3 separate regions of the Sus scrofa genome follow, and regions 1 and 2 are each linked to region 3. Evidence: chromatin contacts called from public Hi-C data. All regions are on one chromosome and are shown on one strand. The core of a region is the stretch at or near the end of the contact, and the rest is flanking DNA. Distances in the headings are between cores, read along the strand shown.

The links. A called contact is a pair of places that touch in the nucleus more often than the background predicts.
Region 1: a contact with region 3 is called in a Hi-C map of fetal skeletal muscle, with 3 times the contacts expected there. The contact joins the enhancer-like site here to the promoter of SOX6 in region 3. A contact is called at or near these places in 24 of 47 Hi-C or Micro-C datasets (adipocytes, alveolar macrophages, brain and 14 more) and 1 of 2 datasets of contacts at active chromatin or transcription factors (skeletal muscle).
Region 2: a Hi-C map of epiblast stem cells shows a contact between it and region 3, with 2.4 times the contacts expected there. The contact joins the enhancer-like site here to the promoter of SOX6 in region 3. A contact is called at or near these places in 1 of 5 promoter capture datasets (liver), 8 of 47 Hi-C or Micro-C datasets (epiblast stem cells, fetal heart ventricle, fetal skeletal muscle and 4 more) and 1 of 2 datasets of contacts at active chromatin or transcription factors (skeletal muscle).

The regions. Positions count from the first base shown.
Region 1 is chr2:43,392,652-43,396,099 of Sscrofa11.1, forward strand. No RefSeq gene overlaps it. Among named protein-coding and RNA genes, the nearest start is that of INSC, 620 kb to the right of the region's middle. Within about 2 kb of position 2,175, at least 5 of the 83 cell types and tissues checked have an H3K27ac peak or open chromatin away from gene starts, as enhancers often do. A contact at or near this core is called in fetal skeletal muscle and skeletal muscle, where this site is marked.
Region 2 is chr2:43,184,947-43,188,584 of Sscrofa11.1, forward strand. No RefSeq gene overlaps it. Among named protein-coding and RNA genes, the nearest start is that of SOX6, 740 kb to the left of the region's middle. Within about 2 kb of position 1,420, at least 13 of the 83 cell types and tissues checked have an H3K27ac peak or open chromatin away from gene starts, as enhancers often do. A contact at or near this core is called in epiblast stem cells, where this site is marked.
Region 3 is chr2:42,445,572-42,449,057 of Sscrofa11.1, forward strand. It overlaps SOX6 (transcription factor SOX-6), which reads left to right and starts at 1,820. Exons shown (of 18, transcript XM_021085342.1): 1 at 1,820-1,968; 2 at 2,610-2,789.

The DNA of each region.
Region 1 (3,448 bases), core at 925-3,424, 950 kb after region 3:
TATGCTTCAATATAAAAACATTTCAAATTAAAAAAATAATAGGATCCACCTCAATTTTGAGCTGGGGATTAAGTGAGATAAAGCCTGAGAGTGGTTGGCACAAAGCTTATATTAAGTAATGGTCAAAAAATCTGCTAAGGCACAAACAAGAACTGGAGGGCAGAGTGCAGGCGCCCCTGGAGCCAGCTGGTGTCTCTGTGCCAACAGCTGCCTGAGTCCTTCTGCAGCTTACTTTTTTTTTTTAGTGAAACTTTTTAAGAAAGGAAAATGTACATAGGCAATTCATGTAGCTTGGGGAATTTTCTCAAAGTATACACACCCATGAAACTGATCCTCAGATCAAGAAAGTGTTCCTTACATGTGTTTCAGGTCAACATATAGTCTCCTTTGGCTAGGGTAACCCCTTTCTGACTTCTAACAAACTGGGCTAGTAGTGTTTGCACCTGAATTTTATATAAATGGAATCATACAATATATACCCTTTTGCGTTTGACTTCTTTCAGTCATCACTGTTTGTGAGCGCCATCCAAGATGTTATAGATAGTTGTAATTTATTTATCCTTACTGCATGCACTCTTCTATGAATAAACCATATATTTTTTTAATCCAAGCTATGGTTGACGGGTTTTTGTGCATGTCCAGTGCTTAATTACTAGGAACAGTGCTCCTCTACCAATCTTAAACGTGGCTTTTGACAAATGCATTTCTTTTGGTTATGTGTTAGATCAAATCAAATTAACTTGCCATTTTTGTAGATCAAAAACAGCCAAATGTTGGCAATTTCATCTGGTTCAATATAGTACTTAGGCACAGAAAAGTTGGGTCATGTGACAACCTTAGCTGATACTGCCAGGGCTTTGGCAAAGGGGTTGCACCAACCTATACTCCCACCAGTGGTGCATTAGTTTCCAATTTTACAGCTCTTTAAACAAAGGCTACCCAGGTCCCTCTGCTGAGTCATAGCTGCCAACATCTGTTCTTATGGGCCCTTTTGAATCATGAATTCACAGTATTCTCTGTGTTTACTTCCCCTTGGGAAGGTCTTTTGATGATTCTAACCCTGACTGAGCTGCATTTTAACATGTGAACAATGTGTCTTTACGGAGGACGGTTGTGATGGTGGCAAAAGGAATCAAACTGAGAGGACAAGGAACAAAGGTGGTTTTCCTCCAAAGATAACCTTGGAGAGCCTAAGCTTGATTGATATTAAAGACGGTGACCTCTTCCTACACCAATAATTTTCAATTTGTGCTCAGATAGGAAATAGGAAATGAGAGGACAGGAGATAAAGCTCTTTCCTCTTGCCCGCATCCAGAGAAACTAGATATTTCCAGGCTGTTGGAATTGATGTCCATCCACCAAATGGAGGCAGAGTGGGAGACTTTTCTCCCTGAGCTTCACGCTCTTGGGCCTGACAGCGCGCATTTATCCATTAACAGTAGGCTCAGTGCCCGGCGCCCCTGGTACCTTTAGGGAGGGACTCACAGAAACATTTTAAATTCCTTTAACATCAGGAGGAAAAAAAAAATTTAGGTTGAAAGAAATGTCATTTCATAATATTAATATATTCCTCTTTATATTAATGTAGTTTTAAGATTTTTTTTTAATTTTTAAAGATTTTATGGAGGAAATTGCCCATGGAGACAAAAGTGCCAACCAGGACTCATGAAGGTTGTAATGAAACTCTGGTGCCTGGATCAGACAACCCACTAGCTAAACTCAGCAGTGTGGATTATCCAGATCCATTGGCCCTCTCTGTTCTGTTTCCCTTGGAAATGTCTTTGGTAGTTCTTTCCCTGCCTCAGTCACGCCCCGAGGATAAGGAAAAGAGAACTGGGTGCATATTTGAGCCAAACACCAAAAAGGGTTCACAGGGAAATTCTTCATTTCACTTTATGGCAAAGAATAGGGTAGCATCTAGAGGTCCCCTAGATCTGCATCCAGAATTGGGGTGAAATCTTCAGACATCATGATCACACTCCCTGAGGGGAAAGGGAGTGGGGGTTCTGGTGAGGACAGGACTACGTAATTTTCCGGATCCCAGTATAGGCAGAGTGATGCCTGGACCTCAGGCCTGCTTTAGTTCCTATCTGTTTCCTCTTTCTTCTTCCTCCCTGCAACATACACATACCCAGAGACTAATTTGGGGGCTGGAATCTGAGACATCCAGATCTTATTTCTTCCAAACATGTCTCTGTTGGGCTGGCCTTCAAGGAAATATAGAATGATGAATAGCTGTTTGCTGGCTGGAGGAATTTGGAAAGGACAAGCTATTTAAAGCCCTGAGAAGAACAACCAGGTTGGGAGTGTATCTTGTGTGGTATGGGGTGGGGGTGGGGGTGGGATAAAAGTGTCATTTTGCAAAAGACTCATTATTCAAAATATGTCCAACATGGACCTGATCTATTTTATTTCTATATTTCTACTTCAATTAAAGCAGAGAGGGAGATGAACAGGAAACCAATTTAGAAGAGTGAAAAAGAAAGCAGAGAGATGGATGCAGTCAGGAAGCCATGATTCTCCATGCTGCTCTGCTACAAATTTGCTGAGTGATCCATGAAAAAGGATCCAAGCTCTCAGAACTTCAGTTTCTATGTCTTCGAAAAGAAGTGACGAGCTAATCCTGCAGGTCTTCTCTGGCTTTCAAATTTTAGCACATAGTAGGTGCTCCAACAGTAATTATGAGGGAGTGAGTGTTTGTGGCTGGACCAAGGTCACACAGGTGTGAAACCTGCCAGCGGAGGTGATAAGTGCCTCAACAATAGTGGCAAGTCCAGGAAGCTGAGCCCATCTGTAGACAGCATTTGCACCGCCATAAAAATAGCATAACAAGATGATATTGAAATATCCTACTATTTAACTTAATAATTTAAATGTTTGCCTAATGAGGTGGACTTGATTGGATTAGGGCATTCACAATTAATTTTGATAGATCATTTTACACATTGGTGTTGCATTCTTCTGAACCAGGAGGTGGAACGGAAGTGCAAAATGTTTACGTTCAAATGAGCATGTGATTTTGCAAAAAACATTAATCCCAGATCATGCACACTAAGTCAATTTCAGAAATGGCTTCTAGATATATTATTAGAAATTGCTCTTCAAATATAAAAAGCTTGTAATAGAGTTCTGTCCATTTTTCCTTTGGCTGATGGAAGTTGTTTTATAAATATGCCTATGATATGATGTTTTCTTCATCCAAGCCTTTTGGTACTAATTGCAACTTTTTAAACAGTGTAAGTAGTAGCTGTCATGAGCACTTTGAATCCTATTACAAATACCTATTTCTGAACAATTTCACGTTTAGGGAGGCATTCTTTCTTCAAATTTTTTAACTATGTTTTTCCCCTATTTTTTGAAAAGCACTTGAATTGGAAACTGTGCACCTCCCCCTCCCCCACTTTTTTAGTTAAGGGAATGATCGTGTTATGTAATAGGAAAGTGGCTC
Region 2 (3,638 bases), core at 170-2,669, 740 kb after region 3:
TAGTATGCAACTATGGTGCATTTTGTTTGTTTGTTTGTTTTTTGTCTTTTTAGGGCCACACCCATGGCTTATGGAGATTCCAGGCTATGGGTCCAATCGGAGCTGTAGCCGCCGGCCTATACCACAGCCATAGCAACTTCGGATCCGAGCCACTGTGGAGGCCAAGAATTGAAACTGTGTCCTCATGGCTGTTAGATCCATTTCGGCTGAGCCATGATGGGAACTCCTCTATAGTGCATTTTTTAAAAAACTTCACAAACATTATTTTGGAATCTCATTTCATAAAGAAATTGGATTGTATTATAAGATTTCATTAAGAAATAGGATTATGCTATAAATATGATATCATATATAACAATAGCAATGACAAATGTTTATTTAACACTTAACTGTGTGCCTGGCATATGCTAGGCATGATGTATAATATTTGTATCATATATATATTTATATAATATATGCAACTTATATAGTATATATTATATGTTCCTTTTGAAAGACAAACAATGAGGAAACTGATGATTTGAGAGTATAAGCCACTTGCCTCCAGTATCTAGAAGTGACAGAACCAGCATTTGAATCCAGGTCTTTCTGGCTGATTCACAACTCTGTGCGCTAAATCATGGCTGTCTCCAGATGACATTTTAAAGGCTTTTTTGAGAAGAATGATGAAGGCTCTGTAGCATCTGGCCCCGTGGGCCTCAGCAAGACTCTGGAGAAGCCTACGGTGGCGGAAGATGAGGAAGAAGGAGGTTATGCTAAGAGGAGAAAGGAGGATAAGAAGGATGGAAGGTAGCAGGTGGGAGATGACAGAGAGAAACAAGACAGGGTGCTAGACTCATGGGGATAAAAACCTCACTGACTGCTGTGGATGGCCATGTTAGAGGCAGGATTTTTACTCTTTGGGCAAAATTGTGCAGCAGGTGATACTGCATAATCGAGGCAGAGATGAAAGGTATGTAAATATATTTCGTTTAGTCTTACAGTTTTAAAGAAATCAACCTTTATTGGAAGAGGTATACTGATTGCTGTGTTGAAATAAAGCAAATTGACTGTCCAGGAAAATCTTGGCAAGAGGAAAAGGTCTTTTACCTCTCAGTCTCCACAAGCCCTAACCTTCCCCCCACCCCACAAGCCTTTTTGGTGTTCTATTTCTGCTAATCCTTGCTAAGAAGCAACTGGTGAGCAAGAGGTTAGCTGATGGGGCCTCAAGGTGTGACCTTTCCCAGGGGCATTTGCATGTTAATAGAGGATCCTGGGAACCTAGGAACAGCCTCCAGGTCTCAAATGAAAGAAGTCCTGAAGGTGGATGAGAGGGGTGCTTGGCCCCCCGGGGCCCTGCTGTGTAGGCCACGTTGAGTCAGCCTCTGTGGATGGCCGCTGCTCTGGGCTTCCCTCCAGCTGCTTTTACAAAGAAATGGTTTGGAGAAGAACAAAGCGATTGTGTTTATTCCCGCACAAGTGCTCCATTGCCAGGGCTGTGTGCTCAGTGCCTAGCTCAGAGAATTTGGACCCAGTAGGCTTTGCTTAATGGTAATTCATTGAATGAATGAAGAAACCCTCCCCCGCCTCTTACAGCAACACGCGCGTGCGCGCACACACACACCTTTAGCCCTATTGCCCATGAGCCCCTTTAGCCCAAGAGCCTAACCCAAGACCTGGGTAACTTCTTTCTAGTGATAGGAACATCGCCAAAAGAAATTTCTTCCGCTTGCATTTTATGAGCGTCCCTCTTTACATCTAGAAAACCTCAAAGCTTGTGCTGAATTGCATGACCTCGCTGACCATGTTTCATGTTCCTCGTTGAACTGTGGTTAAATCTCCTTCTGAACTACGGCCCGACTGCAGAAAAGGAAATTCCTCCATGGACGCAATCTCATGTACACGCACACCTCAGGGCCCTGCGGAGGGAAAGGGGCGGGGGGAGGATAGGCAGAGAGTAGTGAGGACAAGACTACTTTTCTGTTTGGCTGAATTCATCAAAAATGTCCAAACCCCATACCGAACATTCATCACTAATTAAATCCTAGCACCATAATTCAGAAAAAACAATTACAGCATTTAGAATTTTTAAAGGAACTATTATTGCTGCCTTGGCCCTTTTAAAAATTATGCTCCCCAAAGGACAAAATGTGATCCATTAATATGTATGTATTATTACTTTTTTTGTAAGGGGAAGATTGCTGATGCCTGTGAATATGGAAGCATTTATCGGTTGCTGACAGCCGCTTCGTTGACTTGCAGTTTTAAGTGCAGTATTTTCTAGAATCTAAAAGGCTATAACATTAATTACCTTTTTGCTTTTAGCTGGTGGCCTGTGAGTTTCTGTGCCATGTTCTCGTCTCTTACCTTGCCCCATGGTTACCTGGAGCTTACCTTGCCCACAGGGCTATTGAGCGTAAGGGTTGGTCAGAGCCAGGAGGAGTCAAAACCATTACTGGGGAAGATCATACCATCATTCAGTCCATGGAGGACAATTGCTCCCATTTACCTTTGATGCCCAAAATGAGCCCTTGGTTCTCATTTTTCAGTGGAGCTCCCTCCACCCTCCACGTTAGTCCCTGAGCAAAAGGCGTTCTGAAATTCCTGAGTCAGATCTGAGTTTCTTCCCTGAGGAGTGTGCCCAGCTAAACTGGGATCGGCTACTTTTTCCTCTTTCATTTTACTCTTCTTTGTCTTGATAATGTGACCGAGTTACTCAGAGGTGAGTTAACTGAGTCTGGCACCATGGACCATTGTTAGGATAAACTGTGTGCTTGCGCGCGTGCATGGGGGTGCATGCACGTGTGTATGCATGCGTGCATGTACATAGATACAAAAGCACGACTCAGAATTTTCATTTAGCTCGCTGATCAGTCTATTGTCACATGCATTTGGCATTCATTATCCATGAGCCCCCGGCGCCTCTGGTCCTGTGCCCTGGCTAACAGTGATTTGGTTTATAGAGATCATATGGCAGGGAAACAGACCTTGAAAGACAGAGCTCTGAGAAGCCATTTGATGAATTTCCTATGATTTGAGTCTGGGTTTATTCTTCCCTGTGGCGGGGCAGACACCCCAGAGCACACACAGCCGGCCTGGGAGCCGGGCGAGGAGTGGAGGCTATGACAATAAGCACAGTGTTTTTTTGCTTCACACGTCTCGGGTTGCATTTCCTATCTGGGAAAAAAAGAAAAGGGAGTCTTGTAAAGGATCCAGAATCTGGGCAGGAAACCACACAGAGTGAAGGTTGCCATTGTCATTAGCAATTAATGTAACCACCAGGGCTGGAAGGAGGAAGCCCTGCCAAGGCAGCAGGCTCAAGGAGGAGGGAGAGGCTGTGGGGGGAGGGGGCTGCTCACCCCCATTCACCAGCCCAGCTTGCCTGGAGGACTGAGTGGGACATCTCCCCAGACACTCCCGAGAGACCCCATGGTACTCAGGGAGGTTTATTTAAAGCAAGATGCCCAGGACTTGATAAGTTCTCAAATGTCTCTGTCACCCATTTTCACTCTCCGTGGCTCCATGTCTGATTCCTTGTCCCCTTGATAAGTGAATTTTTCCCTGCCTAAGTGAGTCTTTTGAGACTCATTTTGTCAACAGTATTGACTGAGGGCCTTCTATGTGCCAAGTACTTGGGATGTGGGCAAGATGCTGGTGCT
Region 3 (3,486 bases), core at 570-3,069:
GTCAGCAAGGGATGATTTATAGCCTCATATAGCACAAGATAGTTCCTAAGTGTAGTTTTTCTGGAAATAAATAAAATTATTTTTCCTCTCCTTTTGTAAAGCATTGCATTTGAAAATGCCTATGCACCCAAGTAACAGAGGAATGAGGAGGGCATCCTTTGGACACATCCTTCACAGGGGAGGATGGACTCGGAGTGGCCTTGAAGATGTCCCCAAGGCTTGGAGGCAGTATCCAGGCATAGCAAAGAACAACCACAAGTTAATTCAGAATTTAGCTAGAGTATGCTGAAGCCTGGCATCCTTATAATGCAAGGCATGAATACAGAATAAGGACAGTATACAAAAAAGGTTGCAATAGAGTGGGAAAGTTGAAAATCGCTGGTATAATTATCAATCATTATTTTTTTAAACCGAATCCATTGTTATACAATAAGAAGGACTGATTTCCCGAGAAATGGGCGACTGTAGAGCTAAGTGCCCAACCCTCAAGGCAGGCAGCTAGTTTGCTTGAACACATCCCTCAGGCGGTTCTCTTCCCGGAAGCTCGCTACTAGAGACCTCGGGTCTAGTTGCGTCCCTGAGTCCCTTTGTCTTCGGTCCCAAAAGTGGAGAGCAAGCAGAAGAAGAGCCCCAGGGAGTACAGAGTCCGAACTAAGCCGAGGTCGTTGCAAAAGGGAGCTTGGTCCTCGGTCGGGACCGGAGAGGCTGCTATGGCTCTTTGAAGCTGCCTCCACTCCTGGCTACTGCCCTGGGAGTTATTGCTTCAAGTTTAAGGCCGAAGCGCCTGCCTTGGAGCTGCAGACTTTGTCCTGGAGCTTTGCACTTTGCTTGGAGAATGCTCCTGTGCTCGATTTCCCGGCTATTGGTTTCACCTAACTTGCAGTTTTAGCCCTTACTCTTCTCAGCCTAAAGGGCAGGCCATGCCCTGCTCAGACCGTCCGCTCACGGGGTGCCCTCCCTTTGCTTTCCTTTGAAGTGGTCCCTTTCCTTTCTTTTAAAGCAGTTGCCACCGCTGCGGGGCCGGTGTCAGCCGAGTGGGTCTCCAGAAACCTGGAGCTGGGCGCAGTCTTCCACTCGACCTCAAGGTGGCGACTTAGGCACGTAAACAAAGCTCGGCCAAGCCGGACAGTTGGCACCCTCCCGGTTCATCCACGTATCATCCTAGTTTTCCCGCTGCTCTCAAGCGGGCTGAATTGACTGTTAAAGAGACTTGAGTTTAGATGAGTTCGGCCAGAATAGCCGAATGTGTATGTGTCTATGTGTTTGTGTGAGCGACCAAACGCGCGGAGGCGGCGGGAGGTGGTGATAGGGTGGAAACACTCAGCGGAACCCGTTTAGGACGCCACGATTCTCCCTTGCATCACCTGAACCCTCAGGCCAGGCAACTCAGCGGGCTGGGTCTTCCCGACCGCCCTGCAGTCCGACATGCCGCGACCAGTGTGCAACCGGCAGAGGGACGGAGGGTCTGGTGGCTGCCGCCAGCGGTAAAAGATTTGCTAATCTCGTTTCAGTGACACCCACAATTTATGAGTGGAGAGACCTGGAAAATAAAGCCCTATGTCGTGCCGTATCCTTCTCCGGGGTGCATGCCAGCTGATCTGAGGGGGAAGAGTCTCTGCGGGTGGGGAAGAGAGACACACAGACAGCAAAAGAATAAACGTGCGATAGCCACATTCTCTTACCTCCAGGACGAAAGGACACGGTTCCTAGAACTGAGATTTCCATAGTCAGTGTGCATCCCAGCTGTTTCTCCCGTAGGCTCTTTCCTGCCTAACACAGCCTTCTGACTAACTTGGACAAGGCTTGAGTTGCCCCCCTCCTTTTTTCCTCCCTTTTTTCTTTCCAGACATTCCCTAAACTCAACCCAGGGCAAATCCAGAAGTCGGTATAGTACAGAGCTTCCATTCAATCATGGGGAAAAAAAAATCCCGTTTACAGTTTCTCTCAGGCAGATGGAAGAAGTAGATGGTACGGGACTTGGAGGGGTGCATGGGGATGGCATGGGGTGTTGGTGACAGGGAAGCGCGATTTCTCTTAGGTCCCGGTGTTGCAGGTAAGGTTCTCAGATTCCAGCTGCCCTTAAGTCGAGCTTCAGTGGTGGGTGAAAGTAGAGGGCGATCCTCCTCTGATTAGAGAAGACTGGAGGAGGGTGGAGTGGTGGAGAAACTGACCCTGGACAGGCTCCACGGACACATTGTCTTCGTTCGTGTTTGTGCCCGCTCTATGCTGCTGCCTTTGGGAGCCTTTTCAGCAGGATAGTACACCCGAGGCTTCTCCCCTGTGTCCCCCCTTCTAAAATATGTTTAGAGATAAGTGAATATCCGTCTAAAATAAGTTAAAAGTCTTTCTCTGACTTTCCATTTGAGATGTCAAAAGGATTAAATAAATGAAACTTTATTTGACCGGGGAGTTTACCTAGAGACTTAACGACATCTCGGGTCTTTGGCCTTATTCTAATTCCACGGTGGTAATTACCCTTCGTTTCTTTAAGTGCAATAGATTTATTGCCTTAGAGACTATGCACAGTTTGATTGAATTATTCATTTTTTTTCTTTGGTGTAGACTGCATCTGGGGACTCTGATGTGACGTGTAGATTTTTTTTTTTCAGGAACAAAGGGAATGTGGAAATGAAAGAGAGAGGGAGAGAGAGGCTGGCAGATGTAATGAGACGCGGTGAAGGTGTACGCAGACTGGCACTCCCACTCCTCCCTTCTGCTCTCACTGCAGCCCTGGGTAACTCGCAGGCTAACACAAACAGCTTTTCTCCCGCAGCCTGCCCTCTGTCACTGTAAGTACATCAGCCTTCTCTTATCAGCATGCAGATTCCAGCCACGCACTCCCCTAGATTCGGCTTTGCACCTTAGACAGCAGAAGAACATTTAAAAATTAACTTTCCTAAGCCAGGAAAGACATGTCTGTAAAACTTATTTTTGATTTATCTTTATTTTTCTTTGAAAAAAGTTCATGCATTTTTACCACTTTTCCCTACCTCCTTTGTGGCGGTGCTGCTGCTTGCTACAGTCGCTACCGCTGTGGTCTTCCCAACAGGATGGTGCGCAGATTCAAATGAAATTTAATGTTATCCTCTATCCATTTAAAGTCGAGGGACAATGCCTGATCCTTTTGCAAAATGACATCTTAAAGAATGCAGGGCATTATTCAGTTTGTTTTTTGCTTTTGTTGTTGAAACATGAGTTCCGACCTCTTTGAGACAGAGTCCCAAGGGCACTGTTATTTGGGAGTTCGGGTTATTTGGCTACATCAAACTTAAATTTAGTGCGCTGGGCTACTGGAGTGTTGGTATGTTTGTTATCCCTGTTTAAGGAAATCAATTGCTAAAAGTTTTCTCCGGGCTGTAATTAAAGTTTTCAACTTCTTCCTCTTGGCTTTTTATACTCTTTTACTTATTCTTCGTTTCAGTAAAAGTTCTCATTCCCCGTGTTTTGGAAGTAAAGACATTAATATTTGCCCTATTTATACAATAC